4 separate regions of the Mus musculus genome follow, and all the other regions are linked to region 1. The links are chromatin contacts, called in public promoter capture Hi-C maps. All regions are on one chromosome and are shown on one strand. The core of a region is the stretch at or near the end of the contact, and the rest is flanking DNA. Distances in the headings are between cores, read along the strand shown. Region 1 holds the start of Usp49 (ubiquitin specific peptidase 49). Region 2 holds the start of Foxp4 (forkhead box P4). Region 3 holds the start of 1700122O11Rik (RIKEN cDNA 1700122O11 gene). Region 4 holds the start of A730006G06Rik (RIKEN cDNA A730006G06 gene).

Evidence for each region. Promoter capture Hi-C pulls out the DNA fragments that hold promoters and counts their contacts.
Region 2: a contact with region 1 is called in a promoter capture Hi-C map of embryonic stem cells. The contact joins the promoter of Foxp4 here to the promoter of Usp49 in region 1. A contact is called at or near these places in 2 of 39 promoter capture datasets (the C10 cell line and embryonic stem cells), 5 of 484 Hi-C or Micro-C datasets (CD8 T cells, embryonic stem cells and pre-megakaryocyte-erythroid progenitors) and 2 of 115 datasets of contacts at active chromatin or transcription factors (embryonic stem cells and pancreatic cancer cells).
Region 3: a contact with region 1 is called in a promoter capture Hi-C map of stem cell-derived epiblast-like cells, with 4 times the contacts expected there. The contact joins the promoter of 1700122O11Rik here to the promoter of Usp49 in region 1. A contact is called at or near these places in 3 of 39 promoter capture datasets (embryonic stem cells and stem cell-derived epiblast-like cells), 2 of 484 Hi-C or Micro-C datasets (both in embryonic stem cells) and 2 of 115 datasets of contacts at active chromatin or transcription factors (embryonic stem cells and microglia).
Region 4: a promoter capture Hi-C map of stem cell-derived epiblast-like cells shows a contact between it and region 1, with 3 times the contacts expected there. The contact joins the promoter of A730006G06Rik here to the promoter of Usp49 in region 1. A contact is called at or near these places in 8 of 39 promoter capture datasets (cranial neural crest, embryonic stem cells, frontonasal cranial neural crest and 4 more), 3 of 15 datasets of contacts at CTCF or cohesin (embryonic stem cells, pro-B cells and stem cell-derived epiblast-like cells), 6 of 484 Hi-C or Micro-C datasets (cranial neural crest and embryonic stem cells), 7 of 115 datasets of contacts at active chromatin or transcription factors (embryonic forebrain, embryonic stem cells, forebrain and 3 more) and 1 of 9 other capture datasets (pancreatic islet).

Annotation. Positions count from the first base shown.
Region 1 is chr17:47,629,335-47,632,503 of GRCm38.p6, forward strand. It overlaps Usp49 (ubiquitin specific peptidase 49), which reads left to right and starts at 1,356. Exons shown (of 7, transcript NM_198421.2): 1 at 1,356-1,581. All of the region lies in intron 3 of Gm20517 (predicted gene 20517), which reads left to right.
Region 2 is chr17:47,923,148-47,926,286 of GRCm38.p6, forward strand. Foxp4 (forkhead box P4) reads right to left here and starts at 1,485. Exons shown (of 17, transcript NM_001110825.1): 1 at 1,059-1,485. It overlaps Gm46601 (a long non-coding RNA gene), which reads right to left. Exons shown (of 3, transcript XR_003952247.1): 2 at 2,772-2,886; 3 at 2,327-2,667.
Region 3 is chr17:48,036,855-48,040,002 of GRCm38.p6, forward strand. It overlaps 1700122O11Rik (RIKEN cDNA 1700122O11 gene), which reads right to left and starts at 1,439. Exons shown (of 3, transcript NM_029689.1): 1 at 1,360-1,439; 2 at 561-714; 3 at 1-427. The coding sequence starts at 1,417.
Region 4 is chr17:48,088,947-48,092,113 of GRCm38.p6, forward strand. It overlaps A730006G06Rik (RIKEN cDNA A730006G06 gene), which reads right to left and starts at 1,432. Exons shown (of 3, transcript NR_110485.1): 1 at 1,357-1,432. It overlaps 1700067P10Rik (RIKEN cDNA 1700067P10 gene), which reads left to right and starts at 696. Exons shown (of 3, transcript NR_160405.1): 1 at 696-745; 2 at 1,078-1,125; 3 at 1,289-1,974.

The sequences.
Region 1 (3,169 bases), core at 106-2,605:
ACCAAACTTTGCCGGTGACTCGCGCCGCGCCGCGCCGCGTCTTAGCCTCTCACACCGGCCCGCCACAGCCGCTGACCCGAAACTTGGTGCCCACGGCACAAACCTGCGTAAAGGGCGCGGGGCCCCAGGTCGCGGCCGGGAAGGTGCGCCGTTGGCGCATTGCGGGACCTGGGGGCGGGGCTCTGACAGGCGGGCCAATGGGCGATAAGGGGCGTGGTCCGCCTGCTCGTCTTGCGCCCGGGTGACAGCTCGCGCGTGCTGATGATGGCGGTAAATAGAGAGGGGAGGGAGCTGGGAAGGGGGCGGAGGGCCGGCGGAGCGGCCGAGGGGGCGGCCCGGGGGGCGTGAGGGGCCGCAGTGGCTGGGAGTTCGCGCAGATATTCGGAGGCGGGGACACGCGGCCCGGGCATGCCGGCCCTCCCCTTTTAAAGGAAAGGGAAAAAAAAAAAAATCCCCTCACACACCCGGTGAGGGGCGACAAAGGCGGCGTGCGCCTAGCGGGCGGGAGGAGCGGCGGCAGGGGGCGGGACCGCGACGCCGGCGGGCCCCGGGCGCCCGGGGCGGGGACGGCGGGCGGCGACAGCGAAGGCGCGAGTCCCGGCGCGCGGACGCTGCGTTTTGGCGGGGTGGGCGACGTCTGGGTTGTGAGGTGAAAGGTTTGAAGGGAGAGAGGGGAAGGCAGGCTGGGGCGGGGACGGAAGGGTTTGCTGAGTAGGAGATGAAGAGGATTAGGAGAGAAAGGGTTAGAAGCCGGAGAGTGGAGTGAGAAAGAAACCCAGGCTGGCCCCGGGATGAGGTTAGGAAGCCCGGGGCTGGGAAGAGGGATCCGGGGTCAGGGCTAGGAGCAGGGGTCTGGAAGAGGCAAGGCTTGGCAGGTGGGAGGTGTTGGGCCAGGGCCAGAAGAGTTGCAAGTGGAAGACAAGGAAGGAGCAGAGCCGGGGTAGTAGTTGGGAGTGGAGGAGAGTGATTAAGAGCCAGACGTGACAAGGGTGTGAACTAGTGCAGAGCTGGGGATGAGCTGAAGGGCTGGGAGCCGCTGGGGTGGGATCGACAAGGTGTGGGTCAGTAGCTGGTGAGGGGTGTAAATTCTGTAAAGTGAGGGAGACAGGAGACCTGGATCACAACCAGGTGGAATCAAGAATCGGACGTTAGTGGAAGGGCTAACGGGAAGCGAGCTGAGAGCTGGGCGTTAATAGGACAGTTCTGGGAGAAAAAGAAACAACGCTGAAAGGACGCTAGAAGCGGGGTGGAAGGAATGATGGTGAGCTGGGAAACTGGAGAATTGCTTGTCGAGGAGGTTCAGCAAGGTAAAGATAGTGGAGTCAAAAGATTGGCCGAAAGGCAACCCGAGGAGATGGGCCCTGGGAATTAAAGGATGGAATGGGGAGTGGGGAAAGAGAAAGGAGATTAAGGCAAGCTAGGGAAGTCCTGGTGGGTATAGAACTGGGGTGGGCTGCACAGGAGTGGGAAACGAATGTTTTGCCCTGAAGTGCCCCAGAAGGTCTGGAAGGGGCAGGGCACAAACGCTGTAGTGAAGGATCTGAAGTAGAGAGCCTTTGGTGCAGAAGATAAGGAACCATGGTGAGTGAAAGGGGACCTAGAAACAGGGGGAAAAGACTGAGAAGTGGGGGACCAGATGGGGGTGCAGCATAGGAGTTCTTTGTTAAGAGAAATGTGTATTGAATTTGTGAGTCCTTTTGTCCCTAATAGTAGGAAATTCCAGAAACCTTTTTCTCTCTTCAAGGAGTCTTGGATCCAGTTTCCATCTTTCGCCTGAAAATCCACTTTCATGTCCACTTTGAAAAGATGAGACCCATTTTTACTTGATTTTGTTCTTGTGGGATAGAAAAATTGGCAGCCTTGGGTGCTGAAAACCTCTTGGTTTCACTAATGTTGTGCTAAAGGGTAAATGAATTGTGTTTATTTACAATGTGCCTGTGGGATGTGGTAGTTGGGGTGGGTGGAGGAGCTGTTTTAGAGCTAACGACGCTGGCCAGGGCCAGGGCATCTCATTGAAGAGTACACCGTTGGGGAGAGAAAGACATGGTTCATTTGGTTTTTATTAATCAGACAGATTTCTGCCTAATTGTTTTCAGCAACTGAAGAATATGGAGAGAGAGAGAGAGAGAGAGAGAGAGAGAGAGAGAGAGAGAGAGAGAGAGAAAGAGAAATAACTAACCAGGGAAGTTTACTGAGCAGGAGTCTGAAGTCACTGCTCTAAGGGCGTTGAGTTCGTATGCTGCTTGCAGCTTTGTGTGGAACATTTTTCATGGGGTAATTTCTCCCCAGATCTTCAGACAGTGATGGAGAAAGGTTGACTGCAGAGCTGAGGAGAGTTTTAGAGCTGTGAACTCATCTTTTAGATTGCATAATGGCTTTATGAGTACCTTTTATGAAAAAACTTCTGTAAGATAAGATTGCAGTCCCTCTGCCTGTTGTATTGTATGATTGTGAATAGGAAGGGCATATTAATATTCTTTAGAACCCTTTGATTTGTAAGGCACATTTTTAATGAAAATAATTACATTTATTTGTATGTATGTGGAGCAGTTATGGAAGTCAGAGGACAACTTGTGGAAGTTGGCTCTTTCTTCGCATCATTTATGTACCGAGGATTGAACTCAGATAGTCAGGCTTGGCAGCAAGCTCTTTTACCCAATAAGCCATCTCTCTGGCACTATAAGACCATTTTGGAAATTAAAGGGAAGATGAGAATTTGGGGACAAATTTAAACTTATTCTTTATTGGTAGTGTGCTTTAGTGATTTTTCATTCTGAAGTGATTATATTTAATTAAGACAATTAATGAGTATTTTCTTCATATTTAATAATGTGAAAAGTAAAGTATAATTTCTTTTGGGGGGACAGGGGTACAAACTATTCTTGAATTGTTTTTAAATTTTATGTGTATGGGTGCTTTGCCTGCATGTATGTCTGTATACCACAGGCATGCCTGGTGTCTGCAGAGGGGCACTGCAGAAGCTGGAGTCAGATTCCCCAGGAACTAGAGTGACAGACGTTTGTGAGCTGTGTGGGGGTGCTAGGAATGTAGTGTGTGTCTTCTGAGAAGAGCAGCCAAGGGCTCTTACCAACTGAGCCATCTCTCCAGTCTTGTTCTCAAGGTTATTTCCTTGAGAACAACTACAACTACATTCAGATAAACAGTGCTA
Region 2 (3,139 bases), core at 235-2,734, 290 kb after region 1:
AAGCAAAGTGCAAGATTTGAGCGCCGCGGAGGATGGCCGCGGGCCAGAGGGACGCTGGGGAGACTGTCTCACGAGTCACCAGAGTCTTCAGTCTGGGGGAATGGACTCCACTGCTCACTCCGGCAGCTTCATCTCTGGTGGCCTTGGGCCCACTCTCCGTTACCTTATTCCCTCACTCTCAAACCTCACACTACCCCGCAGGAGCTCTGTCCGAATGAGGAGGGTATCCACTAGATTAGTTCCCCACCGATCAGCTCCGGCGCACGTAAATAAATAAATAAATAAATAAATAAATAAATCACAGGGGCCATTACCAGTCTCTCTCAAGTCCCCAAGAAGTTTTCCGCTTTATCTCAGATCTGATTAAGAGATGCGGGAGTGGGGGGGGAGGTTGACTAGTCTCAGCACTTTCGAAGTGTGACCTCCACAAACCAAGGCGATGAGGTGTTTGAGATTGTTGCCCCCCCCAACACACACACCAACACACACACACAGACTCAAGTCTTTCTGTTTGTCCTGGGGAGTCCCGTGCAGACTGGACTTGGGGGGATCCCAGTTCACCACTTCCCTTCCCGGCTCAGGAAAGTCCGGGCCGGGAAGTATTCTTTGTCTCACTCCGGGAGGGGGGGTCGCGCCCCCTAACACCCCATTCCCAGCAGCGAGGCCAGGAGGGGGCGGAGCCCAGATTCTTGGGGCAGGGCGGGCCTCAGTGGCTTCTCCAAGCCGCCCCCCCTCCGCCCCGGCCAGCTTCCCGCTGCCCCCCAGCCCCGCGCCTCAGCCCCCACCTGTTCCCCAGACAGCTCCGATCGGCTGGGGGCCCGGGCCGGGGGCAGGGTCTCTCAACTCACCAGGGTCAGTGCTCCGCGGCCGGCCCAGCTGGAACAAAGTGCTCCGGCCCGGGGCCGGGCTCCTCCGGCGGCCGACGCGCCTCGGGCGGGCAGTTTGCAAACACAAAGTGAGCCGGGGAGCAGGCGAGAGAGTGAGCGAGCTAGGGAGTTGGACGAGTCCCCGGCCCAGCCCCCACCCGGATCCCTGGGGTCCCTGAATCGGCCACCTACCTGTCCGGCCCGGCCGCTCAGTGCGGGCTCCGGCCCGTCAGCCCGCACGGGGCATGGGGCTCGCTCGGGTCGCAGCCCGGGCCCGCCGCCACTCGCCGGGGCTGCCCCTGCGCTCCGAAGCGATCTTTCTAGCGCCGATCGCCGCGCGCCTTAGCCCCTTGGGGGCATCGCACTTTGGAGGATGGCTTGGCTCTCTCCAGCTTCCGATCGTCCTTCCCCGGGCTCCGGCGACGCTCCTGAGCTCGCTCCGGCTCCGGGGCTCCGGGACCCCGGCGTCCCCGCCCCCGGCCCAGCCCTGGTTCCGGCCCGGGCTCCTCCCCGCCGCGCCGCGGCCGCCTGCGCCGCGCCCTGATCGCGTGTTGGGGGGCTCCGTCCCGGCAGCTGGTGGCACTGTCCGGTCCGTAGGGGCGACCGGCTCCGGACTCCGAGGGGCTGCGACTGAGCCCCGGCTGCGAGTGGCTGCGAGCGATCGGCGCGCGGGCGGGGCACACCGGGCGGGGGGACCGGAGGGGTGGAGGGAAGGAGGGAGCGCGCCGAGCGACAGGGAGGAGGGAGCGAACGAGCGAGCGGCGGAGGGAGGGGAGACTAACTTCTAGTGCTACCATAATTCGCCTAAAGCAGGTGCAGCCACTTTTCCCCCTGAGAGGCGGCCAGCGGCAAGCCGAAGAGGACCACGTGGACCAAACTTTGGGGAAGGAAAAAATGGGGACGTGGGGCTACCGATCTGCCAAAGTCGATAGGCCGTAGAGTTTCACAGTGGACTGGGGACCCATCCGATGGGAGGCTTTATTAACTCTGGCCTTTTCCTGGAACCTGGAGGTACGGCCAAGTCCTGCTGGCACACGGTTCACTGGTTTCGGGCGGGCTGCGCCTGGCGCGGGGAGTGGTCAGGACCCCCCCCCCCCCAGTCCGAAGCCGACGTCCAGCGCGGGCCCTGCCGCGCCTCCCTCTGACTCCCCACTGTGTGGGGGCTGGGGCTGGGGAGGCTCTTTCTGGGCTTTGTGAACAGTCTTTTCTCCCATCCCGGCGCGCACGCGCTGCCGCCTCGGTCTGCAAAGGGGAATTTCCTATAAAGTGCTGTGAGAACCGATGGAGAAAGGGCTTCAGGCTGGATCCACGCGGGCCAAGCACAGAGCAAAGTCGAGGCAATTATCTGAACAAATTAGATTGTAAACAAAACTTGGCGTCCCTGAATACCGCTTGTGCCCAGGGGGACCGTGAGGATGGGGGTGGGGGTGGGGTTGGGGACGCTGGTGTGTGTTTGGGTTGGGAGGGGGAAGTCCGGGCACGGAAAGGCCCAGGTTCCGAGGGGGAGGACTAAATTGGGTAGCAGGAGCCAGGCTCAGACTGGTGGAGAACTGAGAGAGAGAGAAAAAAAATCCTCCCACTCTCTACCCAAACATCTTCCCTTTCGGGTGTGTGAAGAGGTGAGGGGCACGCCTCAGGGACCCTCCGTGTTTGGCCCACCCTGCCCAGAGAAGTTATGGGTTGAGCACAGGAAGGCAGTGACTCTGGGAGACCCTGTTGGCTTCGGGTTACCTTGAGGCAGGTGACCAAGGGCAGGCAGACCCCATGGAGGATGAACTGGGTAAGGACTGGGCCTGGTTTCCTGGGGATAACATATTTTGGAGAAAACTCTTAAAAAAAAAAAAAACACAACAACAACAACAAAAACGGGTTTCTGAGATAACAGCTTAAGCAATTTCTGCTCACCTATTCTGCCCCTTTTCCGTGGGCCAGGAGCTGAAAGGTGGTAGTTACAACCCAGCTCTGAAGCATCTCTGTTTGCGCAAGTGGACAGACACAAAGAGGGCAAACATAGACCCTGCTGAAATTTGGAGACACACAGATGTCAAGCTGGATAGGGCTGCTGTGCAGCTTGTTTAGGTATTTGCGTTGCGGGATGCGTTGAGCAAATCGCCTCCGGAAGTGCTAAACACAAGCTCTCCCACCTAGCCACGCCCACAGCCCAGCTCTTTTATTTGGACTGCATGGTGACCGGTCCAGTAGAAATGAAACTCAAATGACAGTAGGTGTAGTGGCCAGCTCTTGGGTGGTAAGGGCAGAAGGTTCAGCAGTTC
Region 3 (3,148 bases), core at 189-2,688, 410 kb after region 1:
AAGAGCAGAGCTCTTGGAGGGAGGGTTGATAATAACCGGAGGCCACATTGACATTGCGGTCTGCTGTTGCCCTGTCTTGGGCATAGTAGATCTCTTAGGGGAGACCTTGGGTGGAAGTCTGGGAACTGCTTTGGGCATCTTCAATCTGGACGCTGATAGAGGCTCCATCAGAGGCTGGTTTCTTAGCCAGCTAGACTCTTCTCTAGATCCCAATGAGGGCAAGGTTTTAGGGGTGGGGCAGGAAGTCATGGAGGGTAGGGGGTGGAGCCTCATCTTTGAGCTCAATCTGCAGCCGCAGAGGCAGGTTCCACGGAGTGAGGGCAGGGAGAAATCTTCCCACCACTGGGCTTGCTCTGGGGAGGGCCTGGGCCAAGCCATCAGGCCCCACACTGAGTTCTGCTTGGGTACTCCAAGAAGGGCCTTGATCCTGAGCAAAAGGAAGGAAGAGTGGAGTCAGGGAGTGGAGATAGAGGGGCAGCGGACCGATATGGTCATAGAGTGAGGCTCTCCAGAGCCGGGAGGGACAGGAGGAAGAAGGAAGGCGCTGTGTCTCAACACACCTGTTTTGTTCTTCTTTCTCTTGCTCTTGGTCTACATTCTCCTTCCCTGTTTCTTCTTCTTCCTCCTCTTCCTCAAGTTTTATTTTGTTCCAAATATCTTCCAATGATGAGATCTTGGACATAGGACTGAAGATAGAATTCACCCATCTTTCCTCTTAAAAAAAGGGGGGGGGATGGTAGGAACCTCATATCAAGAGAATCCAGGATTGACAGATTCAGGGTTGGGGAAGAACCAAATTCCTTCCCTAGCTCACACTCTCACCCCAGATTTAGGCCTTAGGCCTACCAACGCTGGACTATTTGGATGGCAATCTTGCCACTTAGAATATAGTGACAAACCCCCCTAGCTTTTTTTTTTTTTCTGAGGCAGTGTCTCACTATGTAGTCCAAGCTGGCTTCAAACTCTCAATTCCCCTGACTGATGCAGTCTTCCAAGTGCTGGATCACAGATTTGTGAGGCTACACCTGGCTCTCAGTCCCCTCTGCCTGACAAAAACTCTACCAGTTAGGTGACTCAAGGCCCAAGCCTGGACCATTCATCACTTTGACAGATGCTTTGAATCAGTCCCCTCAGTCCCTCTCTCCTCCGATGGCTACCATTACCTTTGTTTGTACCTGGCACGTCAGGGACGCTTACAGAGAGCCTTACTAAGCCATAGTGGGGCTTTCTTCCTTGAACACACACACACACACATGCACAGGAACACGCACACACGCACGCACACACACTTCTAACCAGTACTTCTGTATAGATTTGGGGTTGAGATTATTTCTGCTCATGTCTGTCCATGAGACAGACCTCCAAAGTCACTTGGCCAGTGGCTGACAGGCCACGGGACATGCCCATGCCACTCCATCCTATCCACTCGGAGTAGAAGGGAAGGGAATGTGAGCAAGAACTTCTTTATCTTAGCTTAAAGGGAGGAGCCACACCTCCAAACCTATTGTGACATCATCCTTGTGAGCCATAAGTCCAAAGGAGCCATCATGTCTTTACCAAATCTAGCTCCTTAGGGTCTCTGGGATGTTAACTCTCCTTCCATTTCCCCAGCTCCTCTGTGGAATGGATGAGATACCACAGAGCCCACAGTTCAGCTGGGGACCCCTCTCCTCTGAAGAGTCAGGTGCTGCTGGGATTAAAGGTAGCACCAGCAATGCCTGACTGGTTTTGAGACAAGATCTCATGATGTAGTCCAAGTTAGTCTGCTACTTCCGACCTGTTTGTCTCCACCTTCAAAGATTAGTATGTGGGCAGATACCCTTGTGCCTGACCTTGAGAGTGTTTCTAGACATTGATGATAAACTTCGATGCTCACTACATTTGACTGGAGAAGGAGAATCTGATGTGGGTATTTTGTTCTTGCTTTTGACAAGTCTCTTGGTTAGCCCAGGCTGGTTTCAAACTCATTATCCTCCAGTCTCAGCCCCCTGAATACTGGAATAGCGGGCATGGAGAGCCTAAATTTCTACAGTAGTATAGCTGGAGTCCTAAGCTTAGGCTAATTTCTGAGCAGGAACGTGAAGAACTGGCAAGATCTCTCTGCCCTCCAGTTGGTGCTGAAATGCCCCTGACCTGGAACCTCACAGTCTTCTTTCTGTTCCTGCTGTGGAACTTTAAGGTGTGTGGTTGTCTTGGGAGTATGCAAGGGGATGGGTATACCAAGTGTCCCTTCGTGGCTCTTGTCTCTCTTCCTTGTTTTTATTGGCTAGAGTAAAGAGATCAAGTCCAGCACAACAGCTGGCCTGCCTGTCTAGGGAATCTTAGAGAAGAAAGGGCTAGGGTTTGATGACCTAGAAGGCCGAGGAACACAATCCAGGCTGAAGAAGGAAGCCTGCAGGTAAGTGTGAAGTGAACGCTTGGGATTTCCTTACTGGCTACCCTGGGCAAGCATCTCCATCTCCTAGAGCCCCATTATCTTCATCTGCAAAGTGGAACGCAAGTTGGTTCCCATCTCTCCAGCTCATGCAGAGAGAGTAGATGGTGCAAGAGAAAAGGAGTGGCTGGCACACAGTAGGACCCCAGATATTGCAAATAATACATATTGCCGGCCACAAAGTGTTGTGCACTTTCCTTCGAGTCCCACCTCTCTACCATCTGCCTCTACTTAAAAACAATCCCTCCCTCCCACGTGAGTAATTTTCCCTCTCAGTAGCTCCCTGAAGCTGACAGCAACCAACTCTGGGCGGAGTCCCGCAGAGGCTCCTGCCCATTAGTCAGGGTTTCCAAGGCCCTGCCTGGGACTCCCCCCTCCTCCCTCTAGGCAAGGACAGGAAGTGGGGACTTTGAGAGTTGCAGTCTTCCCCCGCAGTCACTATGCCTGCAGTCAGTCAGTGTCTCCCACGGAGGGCGAAACACGGGCCACCTGCTTCTGCCTTCTACTGTTCAGTCCCTGCAGTGGTCCTGACGGCCGGGCAACTGGGCAACCCGTGTGGGCTTGAGCTCTAGGATAAATTTACTACGCGACGTTGAAGAAGCTGTCCTCTGGGTCTCAGTGTAAAAGATAAAAGATAAAAAGCGGCTGCCCCTTGCTGCCTAGTGTATTGACATAAGTTCCATTCCAGGGACCCCTAAGTGTGGAAGGCAAAAC
Region 4 (3,167 bases), core at 182-2,681, 460 kb after region 1:
ACCCACTGTGGGTGGGTCTTCCCATCTTAATAGCACAGTTGAGAAAACCCTCAAGTGATACGGCCAGAAGCCTGCCTCCAAGGTAGTTCTGGATTGTGTCACATTAGTAATGAAAACAAACCATCATGGGCTAGAGAGACAGCTCAGTGGTTAAGTGTGCTTGCAGTGTCAGACAGGCCTATAACTCCAGCTCCAGGACCCATCCCTCTCTTCTAGCCTGCACCCTGGGCACCTGCATATATGTGACATACACTCCCACAAGCACACACATGTAAAATAAAATCCAAACTCATCATCATCACAAAGCACCAGCCAGAGAGTCTAGTATCCTTGGTTACCACCAGCAACTAGAGTAAAGGACTAAAAAAGGAATTCCCTCAGAGCCACAGGAGGCAAGCCAGTCCCACAGGCCATCAGCCTCTGACTTCCTGAGCTGTGAGAGGAACAGATTTAGGGTTAAAGCCATCTGTTTATGGTGATTCTGGGGTTACATCAGCCCTGTGCAATGAACACAACCAGTGTCAAGCTACAGTCTGTGCCTCCTGGCCAAATGCAGTTACTGGACTACCAGGAGAAGCAGGACCTTGTGGACTCCAGAGAGAAGTTAGGGAACCCAGCGATGTAACACAGGGGCCCTATGAACACACCCATCTGTGACATCACCTGTGACATCACAGCAGGGAGAGGGGCCCTTCACAACCTTTCCCACTTGGACTTTCAAGGACTCAGAAAGCTAGTGCTAGAGGTAGGGTCCTTGAAATGTCCAGCCTGTCCCTCGTGCCACCTCTTCTGACTTGCCCTCAGTCACATGTCAGTTCCCATCAAAGACTGTATGCACAAGTGAGGCTGAGCAGCTCTCCCTCTTGAGATGTTTGGAAGACATGTTGGAGGCATTTTACCCTCCAGCCTGAGGGAATAGGACATCTCTGCTCCAGCATCCTTCCTTCTCTGGAGACCCATTAGGACTGCTGCTGTTATGAATCACCCCCTCTCTCCTCCAAGCCTCCAAATTCTCTCAGTAGAGGAAACCAAGCCATCTACCTTGTTGTAGAATCGGCCCCTCTATTTTCATTGCAGAAAGAAGATCATGTCCTTGGGAAAGATGGAGAATGAGTTCGAAGTCAGGTTGGAATGTCCCATTTTGGGGAATTCTTTTTTCTTTCTCCCAGGCCTTCCTTTTTTCAACTATCTATCTATCTATCTATCTATCTATCTATCTATCTATCTATCTATCTATCTATCTATCTTTCATTCATTCATTCATTCTTTTGTTCACCCATTTTAAAAGGAAAGCCCGACTCTACAAGGGACTGAGATGGAAGACCCAGACCCAGGGCGACCCGCACTCCCACTCACCTGGGAATGAGCTCTGCCCCTCCACGGAGCAAGCTTCAAAGGTCTGCCTGTGTGGCTGCAGCTTGCGGACAAAAGCGGTCCTCCACCCCAGGCCGGATCCAGTCCCTCTTCTAGTCTCTCGGGGGCCGTCCAGCTTGCCATCAGAGAGGAAGACACTGGTTTCCAAGGAGACAGTCTTTCCAGCTCAGCTCTCCCACCACTCTCCGAAGGAAAAAGCTGAGGGCAAGTCCCAGCTGTTATCTTGGCGGGATCCGGTACCTCTGCGCCAGCTGGTGCCTATGAGCGTGTGGCCCAAGGGCTTTATTCATCCACTCCCCAAACCTTTGCCAGGGCAAGCTCTGAGCACCTTTATCCATGTTGAAGGGGTTCACATCCCTAGGGCAGTATCTCCGGTGACATCACTGGTGGAAGATAACAAGTCTTCTATGCCACCTTTACTAAAATGAACGTGCCTGCTCAATTAATTGCTATTTATCTGTGTCTACTGTAAACACGCAAAACTGTCCATTTTTAACTGAGAATATATTTTTATCCTCAATGTGAACCCAGTTGGGACTTCCAGAATACTGTATCCCAGTGTATCTTTCAAAATATATTTTTATTTTTATTTGTGCATGTATGTGTGTGCCTGTAAGTGTACTACATGGGGGAAGGTGCCAGTGGAGGCCTTAGGATCCCAGACCCCTAGGATTGGAGTTCAAGGCCATTGTGAGTTGCTGGGAATTGAACCGGGAGTCCTTTGCAAGAGCAGCAAACACCCCTAACTACAGAGTCACCTCTCCAGCCCCTGCGACCTTGAGTTGGGGCCTCGTGTAGCCGAGGCTGACCTGGCATTTGGTATATGAGGCTGGCCATGAGCTACTTACTGATGCTTCTGCTCTTCCTACCTAATTGCTGGGATTCCAGGCACGGAGCAGCATCCTAGGAATGACCTACAGCCTTGATTCTTCACACGGCTGCCCGCTTGGTACACAGTGGGTAATTTTTCTGTAGCGCCCAGCTTCCAGCAGGACATGGATGAGGACACTCCAGGTCACTTTTTGTAAACTGACTGGGATTTTGCTGAGCCTGTTGGATGTATAGGCAAATTGACATCATGATATGAGGCTATGAGAAGTCCTATCTCTAGCATGGTGTGACTCCCTTTACCAAGTCTCCCTCCCTGAGACGATGCCTTGCGTAACTAAAACAACAAATTGGTATTGATGTACTTGGATCCTTCCATTTTCTTGGTGTTTTTACCATTTCAGTGTAAAAGTTTTAAGTTTTCATTTCCCCTTCTCCCTTCCCCCCTTCCTTCCTCCTTCCCTCCCTTCCTCTTTCCTACTTTCCTTTCTTCCTTCTTTCCTTTCCTCCCCCTCTTACTCCTCTTTGTCTTGGGATAGGACTTAATTTACCAGGTAGGCCTTGAACTGGTTATGTAGCTGACGGTGACCCGATTACTCTTCATATATATAGAGAGACACACAGAGATATTCTGCACATAAGAGACAACACAATATATTTGTCTTTTGAGCCTGGCTTGTTTTTCCCAGTACAATTGCAAAAGGCCAGTTCCGTTGGAGCCATTCAATGATTTCTTCTCAGGCCCTTGCTGAGTTCTGAGGCTGTTGTAAAACTGGGCTCTGTCCAGGCACCACCACGCTTCATCTTCATGTGTATTGAGGTCAGAGGACAAGCTTGGGTGTCAGTTTTCACCTTCCACGTTGAGACAAGGTCTCTTGTTCACCACTGTGACCCCCCCACGCTGGCTCCCGAGCTTCTCAAGATTACATCTGGCTTTACATGGGTCCTGGGGATCTGAACTCAAG